2 separate regions of the Mus musculus genome follow, and region 1 is linked to region 2. A link is a contact called in public promoter capture Hi-C data. All regions are on one chromosome and are shown on one strand. The core of a region is the stretch at or near the end of the contact, and the rest is flanking DNA. Distances in the headings are between cores, read along the strand shown.

The links. Promoter capture Hi-C pulls out the DNA fragments that hold promoters and counts their contacts.
Region 1: a contact with region 2 is called in a promoter capture Hi-C map of hippocampal neurons, with 15 times the contacts expected there. The contact joins the promoter of Myl12b here to the promoter of A730049N16Rik in region 2. A contact is called at or near these places in 3 of 39 promoter capture datasets (hippocampal neurons, liver and stem cell-derived epiblast-like cells), 1 of 484 Hi-C or Micro-C datasets (cortical neurons) and 2 of 115 datasets of contacts at active chromatin or transcription factors (embryonic forebrain and forebrain).

The regions. Positions count from the first base shown.
Region 1 is chr17:70,985,508-70,991,944 of GRCm38.p6, reverse strand. It overlaps Myl12b (myosin, light chain 12B, regulatory), which reads left to right and starts at 1,429. Exons shown (of 4, transcript NM_023402.2): 1 at 1,429-1,472.
Region 2 is chr17:69,470,360-69,477,302 of GRCm38.p6, reverse strand. It overlaps A730049N16Rik (a long non-coding RNA gene), which reads left to right and starts at 1,389. Exons shown (of 2, transcript XR_876920.3): 1 at 1,389-2,338; 2 at 3,595-3,901. All of the region lies in intron 1 of Akain1 (A kinase (PRKA) anchor inhibitor 1), which reads right to left.

The DNA.
Region 1 (6,437 bases), core at 180-2,679, 1.5 Mb before region 2:
TGCATAGCAAGTACTCTTAGCCACTGACCCACCTCCCTGTGCGCACTCTGGGTTTTTGAGAGGGACTTTTGCTGTGTTAAGTTTACCCGTTGGAATGCCAGGGTTAAAGGCCTGTGCCCACCACATCCTGCTCATTAACTGATTTTACATTGCCTAGGGTGAGGATCTAGGAAGTGGTGGTAGACTTATGTAACAAACCCTGAAAGTGCCATAACTTTATAAGAAACATAATTATTTAAGCAATGATTTTTGAGGACAAATAGGATCAAAGATACAGCATCAGTACCACCTGGCGCCTATTCTCCACCTCTGACCTACGCAATCCCAGACCCTGATTTTTTCAAGCGCATATTTAAAGCCACCCTCAATTTATTAGGATTATTATCTTATTTTACATTTTATCTACTAGTTTGGGGAGGAGGCTGCACATTCCCTGGTACCTGCATACGGGGCTCAAGGAACAAATTACAGGAATTGGTTGTTCTCTGTGGGCCCTGAGAAAATAACTCAGTCATGCGTGCTAACAGGCACTTTTACCTGCTGAGCCATCTTGCTGGCCCCTAAGTTGTATTTGTATTGTCTGGACTGCTGTGAAGTACACGGATACTCAGTGCTGGAGACCATAGTGTTCCTGCCTTGGAGGAATTTCTTTTGGAAGTGGGGTAGGAAGGGAGGTGGTTTTCTACGTGTAGCGTGGCTGTCCTGGAACTAAGCTCTGTAGACCAGGCTGGCCTTCAGCTCACAGAGATGCTGCCCCAGCCTTCTAAGTGCTGGAATCAAAGGTGTCGCCACCACCGTCTGACACGGAATTTCTGATCAGACTTCTAGAATATGACCTCCCGGCGGGGAGAAAGTAAAGGCCACTGGCTGGAGTGCAATTTCAAATAAGCGAGAACGTTTCTGGAGCCCACTGGAGAGTGCTCAGCCGCCGCCCTCTTCCGGATTACATTCCTTCTCTTGAGCATTGTTTATCTAAAACTCAGTTTAACCAGGCCAACTGCCCTCTGCTAAATCAGGCAACTTCGGGCTGCCCGCTGCAGGCGCCAGGGGACCCCCAAACCAGGGCGGCTCCCAGCCCACCCGGGTCAAATTCCAGCGCTGGCGCTCCGCCCTCGGCTCGGGAATGCGGAAGGGGCGCGGGACTTGCGCTGGGAGCCGGGGAGACCAGCAAGCCGGCGCGGCTGCGGCAGGAGGATGCCGTGCCAGTGAGCTGGGGAATATGTACTCGCGGCTACAGGGGCTGAGTTCGTCGGGTCGTGCAGCCAGGCTAGTTTCCGCCGCTGGCTGCCTGGGTCCTCCGGGTCTTCGAAACGCTTGCAGCAACCCCCTGCCACGGTTGGTCGCGCCGGGCTCGCCGGTGCTCCTTCCGCCCCGCCCCCGGGCCGGAAGTGCGGCGCCGCCACTGTCCCGCCCCAACCTCCGCTGGTCGCAGTCGCCGGTCGGATCCTCTCGGGTGTGCAGCATCAGGTCAGGTGAGTGGCTCTCGACCCCGCGGGGCATCTCCCGGGCCGCATCTGTCCCTAGTGCTGCGCAACCGCGCCTGGAGCCTGCGGGCGGCTGGACCATCGGCTGGTGGAGCGGAGGTGGCTCGGTTCGAGGCCCTACGCGGTTCCTGTGCTGGCGAACCCTGGCCGAACGAGGCCCCGGGACCGTGTGCACTGGGCCTGCGACATCCGATGACTGACACCTGGTGCCCGGCTGCCCGCACCTGCCGCGGCTGCAGGCTGCAGGCTGCAGGTCCAAGCTGTGTGTTAGCGCAACTGCGTGCATCTGTTCTAGACGCGTTGGGGGAGGAGAAGCCCGCTGGTGTATGGTTCCTGCCAGAGGAAACCAGGAACTGGTACTAGAGTTCCTGGTTAGCAAATGCTAAAATGGGCTGATTTGCATAAATCCTTACTGGGTCTTAGGTCTTGCAAAGATTTAGCTCATTGTTAGAGGACAATTCGAAGAAAGCTGGAAAGAATGGAGAACATATTGAGCCAGGGATCCAAGATGAACTGGTGGATCTCTGCTAGGAGGTACCGAGCAAAAAGCTCAAAAGATGAGCATCGTATTATGTGCACAAGAAGCGCGGGTGGTCAGCCGGAAGGGAGAAGAACAATAACTGAGTACTAGCTGGGAAAGAGGAAGGTAGTTAGGGTAGGGCTCTTGGATACACACGACCCCAGGCGAGACCCTATACAATAAAATAACGTAGTTAGTTAGCCAAGGTAGGCCTCTTTCTTTAGAGGTGTACTGAAAACTCGATGAGAAATGAAAAATTACGTAAGAGGATTTGGGGAGTCACCCACGACAAGGAAGTAACACGACAAAGGATGTTTAGGGAATCGGGTTGACAGCTTTTGTTCTAGAGATGGCTTGGCTGTAGTCCTGTGTGTTAGAGAAATATCACAGCATTTTCTCCTTCAATAAACCCTTAAGTGAGGTGATGTCATTTGCCTGGGAACATCACTTCAGGAATTCATATGATGCCACCAGGGTTTTTCTATCCACTTGCTCCTCACTCTGTCTCTCTGTCTCTGTTTCTCTCTCTGTCTCTCTCTGTCTCTCTCTCTCTCACACACACACACACACACACACACACACACACACAAAGGCACCTGTTCACTGAGCTGCAGCTTATGAAGGACAGATCCCTGGGTGATAATGGTTGGCCAAAGTTAGGAAAGCCAGGGATGGGACCGATATCCCCATTCCCCCAAGGTTGAATGATACAGTTGTGTAGGGATGGCTTTCATCTGCCCCGGTTACCAGCGTCTTTGATTCTTCTGTGACAAGTTTAACATGGCGGGCGAAGCAGGTTTCCCTTCCTCCCTCTGAAGTTCCCCTTACCTGGCACAAGCACAGGAGAAAAGGGTATCAGAACTCACTATGTGCAAAGGAGGAGGACAGGTAAACAAATGAGCCTCAAAGCTTGCTACCGCCGGGCGGTGGTGGCGCACACCTTTAATCCCAGCACTTGGGAGGCAGAGGCAGGCGGATTTCTGAGTTCGAGGCCAGCTTGGTCTACAAGTGAGTTCCAGGACAGCCAGGGCTATAGAGAAACCCTGTCTCGAAAAAACCAAACAAACAAACCAAAAAAAGACTACATGATGTTCAGAGGAATAAAGTGGCTTGAAAAACACGATATCCAGGACAGTCCCTTTGGGCTCTGGGTGTGGTGTCACCTCTGGACTTGTTTCCAGGCATTAGAGGGATGTAGCCGTAGCCTATTACATTCTTTACAGGCGTGCTCCCCATGGTCAGGTCCTTGGACTTTGGAAGAGAAAGCGAGGCCAGACAGACCTTAAAGACGCCTCTTGGTTGGTTCTGTGTCCTCAGCATGGCAGGCATCGTACTTCACATCAGCTCCAGGAACACAGCAGCCTTGCCAGTGGCTGAAGTTTTCATGGTCGGCCCTTGCAGCTGCTGATACGAAAGGCACAGGGCTGGAGGGACATGTCCCGAGGCTGGATTCCTTAGGTGTTGCTTCTGCCCCTTCCTAGTTTTTATCTAGGAAGGTTGGCATAGCAACAGCGCTCATGTTATAAGCTGTTGTGGGGATTAATTATTAATATGTGTGGCATGCTTACCGCCGTGCCTGGTCCACCTGCAGCCTGCTCCTGCGTTAATAAATGTTCCTCCCAGGTACTGAGCCAGGGGTAACCAACCAACTGGTGGGCTTTGTGAGGTGGTTGGGTGTGAGCAGATTCATGTGTAGATTCGGGGGGTGGGGGTTGGGGGGAAAGCCTTATTTTAGGGGTGCTCAAATCCAGCACCTTACCATGAACATTTGCGTATGCAGTATTGTTTGCGATGGGATAATTATATATATGTTGCTGCTTGCCAGGGCACCTGCCATGTGCAAGCAGTTTTCCTAGACTCTCATCCAAGTAGAAGGGCAAAAGGCTGTTAAAGGGTATTTGTAAATTATACGGCAGTATAATCATACTCATTAGTAGAAGAGGATAAAGAGCCAGGTGTACAGCACTGACTAACGTGTTTGAGGGCCTGGGCTTGATCCCCACACACTCAAAAACTTTTTTTTTTTTTAAAAAAGAGGCAGAAAGACCCTTGGGTCAGTCTCAAAGAAAAATTACATTTAAAAAAGTCAGGCAAGCCAGAGTGCAAGGATCAGAGGTGTGTGCCACCACACCTAGCCAATAAATTCCAGTCTTTAAAATCCAGAAATCCCCATGCAGTTTAGTCTTGCATGGTTGTCTTCATCTAAAGGGATCATGTCCAGCATACAGTCGTCCTTTGACTTAAAAGGAACTCAGACAAGAGAGGTCGTTGAATGAATGCTTGTAATCCTAGCACTTTGGAAGCTGAGGCAGGAGGTTCCTGAGTTTGAAGTCAGCCGGGGCTCTGTAGTACGACTTGGTCTCAAAAAAAAAGGAAGGAAAAGAAATTCAAGCAGGCTTTGCCAAGGAGGCTGAGGTACACAGCTGACTTCCGGGACTTTCTAGAATGATGTTAGCACTTAGTTGGTTGTTACATGGGCGTACACGGTGACACAAGTGATGACCTGAGGTAGGGAGTTAAGTGGCAGAGACACCAGAACACCTGTGAGGGAGAAGAGAGGACAGTCTCTGTGGTGAGTGTGAAAACACATGTATTCACCAATGTGAAGGAAAGTCATAAAAATTGTGTTTAGCTCTTTAAAAGAGAGATAATTGTGGAACCGTAAAAAAACAAAAAAAACAAAAAAACCCAAAAAACTATGTACGTAACATAAAACCAATTATATGTCATTAAGCATATGAGGTTAGTTTTGTGACTCATTTCAATTTGATTATGTTCGTAATTCCCTTTCTGATTGCTGCTTTCAAACTGGCCTCGCACCCAGTCCAGTGAGTCATCTTGTCCACGGTGATTACAGGAGAACCTGTGTGAAACTTCTAGATTCTGACAGACACCGGAAAAGACAAAATTGAATTTAAAAAAACCCTTAGTTTGGGTCCTGGAGCCAGTCCGTGCTTCCTGCCTTCGATGGCTCCTCCTGTGAATCTGCGCACACATCAAAACTCCCTCACTGCACACACACACACACACACCCGTGTCTCAGCTGCCACTGTAGTGTAGCTGGGCTAAAAGGAGAATCTTTCTGTAAAGATTTTCTTTTTAATTATCTGTGTATGGGGTGGGGTGTGTGTGAGAGAGAGGTATGAAATCCCAAGGAGTGGAGTTACAGGTGGTTATGATATTTCCCCACCTACCCTGAGCAGCCATCTTGGTCCTCTGCAAAATCAGTGAACATTCTTGACTAGCTGTCTCTGGCCACTAAACTTTGATTGCTTTAAGACTCCTTTGCCCACGGAACCAGTCCCGCCCTTTTCTCCTTATCTACTAACGATCAGCAGTGAGTTTTGTTTTTAGATTTTTATGGCTTGTGCTTTTTGGTTCAGTTTTGTTTTTTGTTTGTTTGTTTTTTTGAGACAAAACCTCACTCTGTAACCAGGCTGGCCTGGGACTTAACTGTGTACTTAGCCTCGAACTTGCGGCAATCCTCTTGCCTCGACCTGGAGAGACCCACACCAGATACAGGTTTTTCAACCAGCAATTAAGCAAGTCCAAGGGTAGAACTTTGAAGGAAGCAGTCATTAGAAAGCAAGAAAAACCTGCAGAGCGGTAAAGGAATGTGAGATGGAATGGTGGTACTCCTCTGAGAGAGCTTACCGAACAGGGGTGGAGTTCTATTACGGTCACTTATTTTTTTGTTGTTTTACCAGAAATAGAAAATTCCCCAGGCACCTGACTTGTGGTCCCTTTGAACTCTGTGGCGCTAAGCCTGAAACAAAGATGTTTCCTCCTGTCACTCAGAAAGAATTCACAGAACAAGGGCTCTTAACTTTGCTATCAACACCTATAAGGCAATACCCGGGGGTTTGTCGTTGTTGGTGGTTTGGTTTGGAGACAGGGTCTTTATAGCCCTGGCTGTCCAGGAAGTTAACTCTGCATTCCAGGCTGGCCTTGAACTTAAAGAGCTCTTCCTGCCTCTGCCTCCAGAGTGCAAGGATCAGAGAGGTGTGTGCCACCACACCTGGCTAATAAATTCCAGTCTTTAAAAGGCAGGAATCCCCAAGCAGTTTAGTCTCGCACGGTTGTCTTCTTCCAGAGGGATCATGTCCAGTGTGGCTGACTCACACAGGTAGCCTGTTGCCACTGGCTTTTGCAGGAGGCCTCCGTTCTCTCTGCTATCTGGTGCTAGCATCGGCAGATTGACTCACAGCAGAGCAAGCCGGGGATGCAATGTCTGTGGCAACAGTCAACTGACACCATTGCACAATGCACTGCTTACAATGTCCCATCCCCACTCTTACTTCTGGGTGGCTGCACAGTGACGGCCATTGAGGGTCATCTTGGAGCCCGACAACCACATTGGCAAGAGGGGGATGGACTTTCAGTGCCATCAGGAACCATTCAGGTAGCATAAACGTTGCTGGGAGAGGCGGGTG
Region 2 (6,943 bases), core at 140-2,639:
CCAACCAGTGACAGGCTCAACTTGGGATCTGTCCCATGGACAGGCACCAAACCCTGACACTATTACTGATGCTATGCTGTGCTCACAGACAGGAGTCTGCTATGGCTGTCCTCAGAGAGGCTCTACCAGCAGCTGATTGAGACAGCTGCAGATCCTTACAGCCAACCATTGGAATGAGGTCAATGACCCCTATGGAAGAGTTAGGGGAAGGACTGAAGGAACTGAAGGGATGGCAACCCCACAGGAAGAACAACAGACTCACTAACACAGACCCCTGAGAGCTCCCAGAGACTAAGCCATCAACCAAAGAGCATGCATAGGCTGGTCTGAGGCCCCCAGCACATATGTAGCAGAAGGCTGCCTTTTCCAACCTCAGTGGGAGAGGGTACACCTAATCCTATAGAGACTTGATGCCCCAGGTAGGGGAGATGGGTCAACGGGTCAGAGCCACACAGACTATTGACCAACTCACACTCCACATAATCTTTTCTAGGTCAATTTTATATCTATGTTCATTATAAACTTGGAGCACAGACGATGTTTCAGAAAGTGAAACTGCTCCTATAGAAATAATAGGAATGTATTATTTCTCATAGTTCATTTACCCAAACCCAAAGCGGCTCATGATACGAGGGAAATGCCTTTCTATGTGTACCGATTCATGAGCCATTGTCTGGAGTGTTGTAACTATGGGAGTTTGTACATGTGCAAGGGCAGAGGGCACATAAGATATCTGTGTGCTTCTGATTTTGTTGTGCACCTAAAATTTCTCTAAAAAAAAAACAATAAGTTCTTTATTTTTGTTATTTCTAAATGTGTTGGGTGTCTGATGGCAGAGCATTGTGCAAGCACTCACTTGAGTGGACTCTGGTGAGGGTGGAGGTCAGAGAGGGGTCTGTCCTTCCCTTCTATACTGAGGAAGTATCTTGTCCACCCCTACATTCCCCCTGACAAACCATCCCACTCCCCTTCTGGGAATCCTCTCGTCTCTGGTCCCATCTCCCAGGAGGTGCTCCTGTCACATATGTGGCTTTTAGGTAGGTCCTGAGTATCGGAACTCCAGTCTTTAAGTGTAGGGGGCAAGTACTTTATCCACTGAACCGTCTTCCCTGTCCAAACACGAATGAAATCTTAGAAGAAAAGGACACAAAAAGCAACTGTTATAAAGGGAGGAAATGTTCTGAGAAGGAATCACGGAGTTTGGGTGGCGGTTTGAAGGGAAGACTTAAGAGAGAGAACAAATTTTGCACTGAAAGGAGCTGGAGCAGGGCAAGTGTTCATGAAAGTGTTATGCCAGAGGTGTTTAAATGTTGCATTTTCTGAGCATGCGGAGATCGAGAAACTCAACCAAAAGTGGGTTATGAGTCCAGAGAGCTCCCAAAACTCCTGAGTACAAGGCTTCTAACGGAGTTTAGCAGAAATCTGGGTTTCTCCCTTTCACACCATTCCTTCCAACTTCTACTTTCCCGGCGAGCCACGGGGATGTGGCTTTCTATCTGTCCAGCAGCTCAGCTTGCAATGCTTTGGGCGAGATAAAACTTCCTGCCCCTTGTCTGAATCTGCAGGATTGGGGCAGTTGAAGGCAGATGGCTCCCGGCAACCGTCCCTGCAGAGCCTTAAGCACACACTGAAGAGCATGGTACCCGGCCCGGAGGATGGACGGTGGAGCGAGGTTCGGGTGGGCAAAAAAGCCAGACACGGAGTGGCCTCGCTCCGGGGCAACCGGACATAACTGGAATAGAAACCTGGGTGGACTGTGCAGCCAGACAGCGCCGCCCCACCTCCGCTCACGCAGCCTCTGCCGCCCCCTGCCGGCTGCAGCTGGAGTTGCCGAAGCCACGAAGACCCCACTCCACCCCAACCCCAAGCCCAGGGCTGAGCTGAGAGTCCTGACCCCTGTTTCTGATTTACCAAACCCACTTAAACTGCTCCAAGGACCGTGCTTGCTAGCCCATTTACTTAAAAAATGGACTTACAGGTCCTGCTTGGAGTTCGGAAGCAAACCAGAGACTTCCTGCTCAAAGATTTTAATTACTTGAGCACAATGCTGAAGATCTAAATACTTAACAAAATATTTTGATCTCCTAGGCAATATTAACCAGTTACTGGCTCTTCTCACCCACCGGGACAGTGGGAGAAATCAGTGTAAGTATAAATAGTATGAAAGATTTTAAACGAACTCTTTAAAAGCACCCTCTCATACAGACAACATCTTCTGCTACGGGAAGAGTCAAAGACCCGGAAATGACTAGCCATCGCAAAGTATGGTTCTAGATCAGTTTAACCAATCAGCTCTCACAGGTCACTCATGGTCTCCGAAGGAAAAGTAGCCAGAAGGGTAAGTAGAGGAAGATGTATGCCATTTCTTTGAACAAGTAGGTTCCGAACACTTGGAGACAATCCTTTTATAATGTCAAAATATCTCATGTGTTCTCCTTATATGCTAATGAAACAGGATATGGATTCAGTCACGCTTAGATGAATTTAGATAGTGAAAACTCATGCATGAAAATATTCAGGAGAAGCTGTATTCCAGCTATGGAAATTCATAACACAAACATGGCGTGCTGGTTTGAATGAAATACTCCCCCCCCTCCTTGGGCTTATATATTAGAAAGTTAGATACACAGTACTTGGAAGTACTTGGATACACAGTACTTGGAAGTACTTGGATACACAGTACTTGGAAGTACTTGGATACATAGTACTTGGAAGTACTTGGATACATAGTACTTGAAAGAATTCGGAGGTGTGGACTTGTTGGAGGAGGTGTATCACTTGGGGTAGATGGGCTTTGAGGTTTCAAAGGCCCACACCATTCCTAGTTCTCTTTCTCTATCGCATGCTTGTAAATCAGAACACAAGTTCTCAGCTACTGCTCCATGCCTGCTGCCATCCACAGCCATCCTTCCTGTCAGGATAATCATGGACTCTAGCCCTCTGGAACCGTGAGCCTGCAAATTAAATGCTTTCTTTTTAAGTTGTCTGGGCCATGGTGTCTCTTCACAAAAATAGAAAGGTAATTAGCACACTTGGCATCCTGTGCCCTAGACAATGGGCCGCTTGCCTTCAGCCCTACCAATCCTGCCTTGTGCCATCCGAGGCTGGCATTTGAAGCAACCTTAAAAAGCAGACAGATGTGAATTAATTCCTGGAGATGAATTTGCAAAACCATAATGAAGTCTGGAGCATGGTTGATGTGAGATCACAGACTTCCACCAACTGTGATTTCCGGTCTCTGCTTAATAATCGTGGTACATTAATTCGATGACTAGTTCTGCAAGGTTTGTACAAAGTAGACACCTTTAGGAGTAATGAAATGGCTAAGGTTTCTCACGATTTTAAATTTTTATGTTAAATCATACTTATTTATCTGGGGTCGGGGTATGCCTGCCACACATGTCTACAACGCATGTGGATTATAGTGCAGCGGGTGGGAGTCATCCCTCTCCTTCCGGTGTGTTGGTCTGGGGATCAAACTCAGGTCTGGGGATCATCAGGCTTGGCAGCGAGCAGCTTGACCCCCTCCCCCCCCCCCAAACCATCTTGCAGACCCAAATTCTTATGTTATTGTTGTTGTTTGCTTTTTTTTAGGTGCACTATGAACTGTGTTTATCGGTTGGAAGAACATGAAATCAACTCTATTCCCAATTTCTTTCCGTCTGGTTGCTCCCAATAAAGCTTTGATTAGTGTTAATAAGAGCATTGTGAATGGACAGCCATGGTCACGTTCTCCGTTTTAAAAGAAATGCTTTCAGCATTTTCCCCATTCCATCAAATGCCGGCTGTTGTTTGACATGTGAAGCCTTAATTCTTTGGGGATGGGACCCTTTTATTCCTAGTTTGTTTGGGGCTTTAATTGTGGAAAGATGTTGAATTTTATAAAATGCTTTTTACTGAATCTATTGAGGTAATGGTGTGTTTTTTTAATCCCTCATTCTGCCACTGCAAGATATTGTTATTAATTTGTATATGTTGAAACACCCTTGTAGCCCTGACATAAAACCACGTGATCATATGAACACCTATTATGTGTTCTTTAACTTGACTTGATAGGGTTTTACTAAGAATGTTTGCATCTCTGAGTACGTGGGCTTTTGCTGTGTCCTTGTCAGGGTAAGATGTCACTTGCTTTCATGGTGTAAATCTGGCAAGAGTCCTTCCCTTGCAGTCCTCTGGAAGAGCATGCCAGGGGTGATGTTGGCTCTCCCCCAAAGCCTTCTTAAAGCTCTGTGGAAACAAAGCACCTGTGGAAATGAAGGCACAGAGTGTTCTTTGGAGTCACCTTCTTGAGGCCAGAGCTCCAAGCTTAAGTCCTGACTAAGCTGGAGTCCTTTCCTTGTAGCCTTGTCTGAGGCTCCCAAGCTTGGGGTAAGGAAGGACTATAGCATAGGTAACGAAGAGCCCAGAGGCTCTCTGCTCTCCACAGGAAACTGACAGTTTTCTGGGGCAGCCTCACGCCCATTTCCTCAGAATCCTTTATCCCAACTTAAGTGACCATCTTGTCTTTGAACTTCCACTAGCTCCGACAAGAAGGTCTTTTGAAAATGAATCAGGCAAGTCGTGCCTTGGTGGGAACTATCTCACCGAATTGGAAATGGAAACTCAACACCCTGATACGGTACTGGTGGCTTTCAGGGCCTTCGAGACCATCTTGCCCCTGCCCCCACTCAGCTGATGTGGATCTCCCTGTGGTTCTCAAAGTCGCATACAGGAGAACCGACTCATAATGTATGACTGGCTGGCATGTGTCCACCGACTCTGAGACCCTGATCAAGCTAGTTTCTTCCTCTATGAAAAGAATACAGCAGAGGCACACCCTCATGTGCTTGTAATTAACAGTGATTATGGCCCCTCTCTCTTCTCGAGGGTGTCTGATCCCAAGGGGGACACTCCTGCCCTGTCTGGCTCACTTCTGTCCCCAATGTCTTATGTTCCTGGTTGACACTGACAAGCCTTGCTCAGTGGATGACCTTCCCAGTAAGTAGCTTTCTCTTTCTGCTCTAATTTCTCCCTGTCTCTTGGCTCCGTCTGCCCTTTTGTTACTTTGCAACAGTGTATTCAAGTAGGAGAAGAAATGGCGCTTAGTGAGTGAGTGATGTGTTCTGAACCCCCGCTCCAGCCCTTGCCAGGACAACTGCAGAGCACAGGCAGGAGTTGAGGTTGTTAGAAAACCTTTGATTCCCAGCCTTCTGGCCCATGGTGAATGTGTAGTTTGGAGATAATTACATTAAGTTCCCATCTTCTGCGGGGCAGCTTCCGACTCTCTCCATCTCTGCCTCCTTTTGCATCTCTGTAAGCCCCACGCAGGGTTCAGGGTTCTTGTCCTCAGCTCCCTCCACTTGGGGTAAGGAGCTTTTCAATGTGCGAATGCACCAAAGAGATGTCCAGACAATGCTGTTCCTGTCAGCCAAGCACTGTGTGTGTGTGTGTGTGTGTGTGTGTGTGTGTGTGTGTGTGAGAGAGAGAGAGAGAGAGAGAGAGAGAGAGAGAGAGAGAGAGAGAGAGAGAGAGAGAGAGAGAACATAATCCATGAGGTTATAAACTCCCAGAACCCTGGACACATTCGTACATGATCGTCAAGTTCCACCAGTCTCTGAGAAAACACTCCTCCAAGACACTATTAATTTAAATCTCATCTCGAAGCCTGTCTGGCCGTGACTGAGCACACACCTGCATTCTCATAGGTTCACATAACGACGGTGGAAAGCTTTGTTTCCTCTTTGAAGCCAGGGGAGAGAAGACGCGTTACCATCCCTTCACCTGAACAATGCAGAAGTCTCCCTCTGTGCGTGGACTCCCTCCCCTGGTGAAACTCGAGGATATGCGGCTTTTCTCGTACCTTGTTTTTTCTCTCTCTCCAACCATGTGTACCTTTTTCCCTCCACCCACAAAAATCTTGGCTCCTTTTACTATGTTGGGGTTAATTAGAAGAAGAGAACAGTTGGCTGGCAACAGAAAGGGAACTGAAGAACGAGATCAGATGTTCCGTGTCTTTTTCCCTTCGGTGGTATTTCAGGAGGGAAATGAAGCTGAAGAAAAGTAAGCTGACTTGATAAGTGTTTGTTAGAGCCATGCACCACGAGCTTCATGTTTTTACCCCCATGTCTCTGTGAATTTCATGTTGCCAGAAATAAAAACTTGAAGTTAAATGCGTTGAGATTTTTGCCTCAGAACTAGATGCTGGGAGAAGGGGTGGGGTGAGGAAGAAGTAATATCTCCAAGCATCCCAATTTGCTGTCCCAAATATAATTAAAAATAAAATTGTTGTTTCCTGTGTCTAATTGTAATGGGAGATGATTCTGTGAATATTTCTAGCAAACACGTTGGACAACAGGAATGAATTACAATACCCAGTAAAGACGTAGGTTGTGCTTACAGAATCGGCGTGGTAAGAGCTGTAGTTTTTGTTTTGTTTTGTTTTGTTTTCTTGCTCTTTCTGGAGAAAATGATCCACAGTGTACTCAATGCCCCCCTCATCTTCATTTTTCATAGAGCAGGATGCTACAACCACAAAACTGTCACTTGTCATCTGTTACCTGGTTGCCATCTTTATCCTCCTTCTGTGGAAGAACTAGCCCACATGACAAGCTTCCCAAGTATCGCCAGGCCAGCGTATCCTCTCTTCCCACTAAATAAGGAATCACCTGGGTTGTCTCACAAGCTCTTCCTTGCTTTTCTTTAGTATTGTTCCAAAGATTTACAGCGTTGCTGACAGTGGCAGTGTGATCCTCTTGGATGGCATGAACCATTTACAGAGCACATTCACAGAACAGATCAAACCCAGTACAAGTTTGGGGGCAGGGTTGCAAACACTGTTGTCTTGTTAAGATATGTTTACTTTTACTATATGCATAGAATGTTTGTGTCCCACCCCCCTCCCCGTGTATATTCAGCTTCTGCATGCCTGGTGTCAACAGAGGCCAGAAGAAGCTGTCAGATT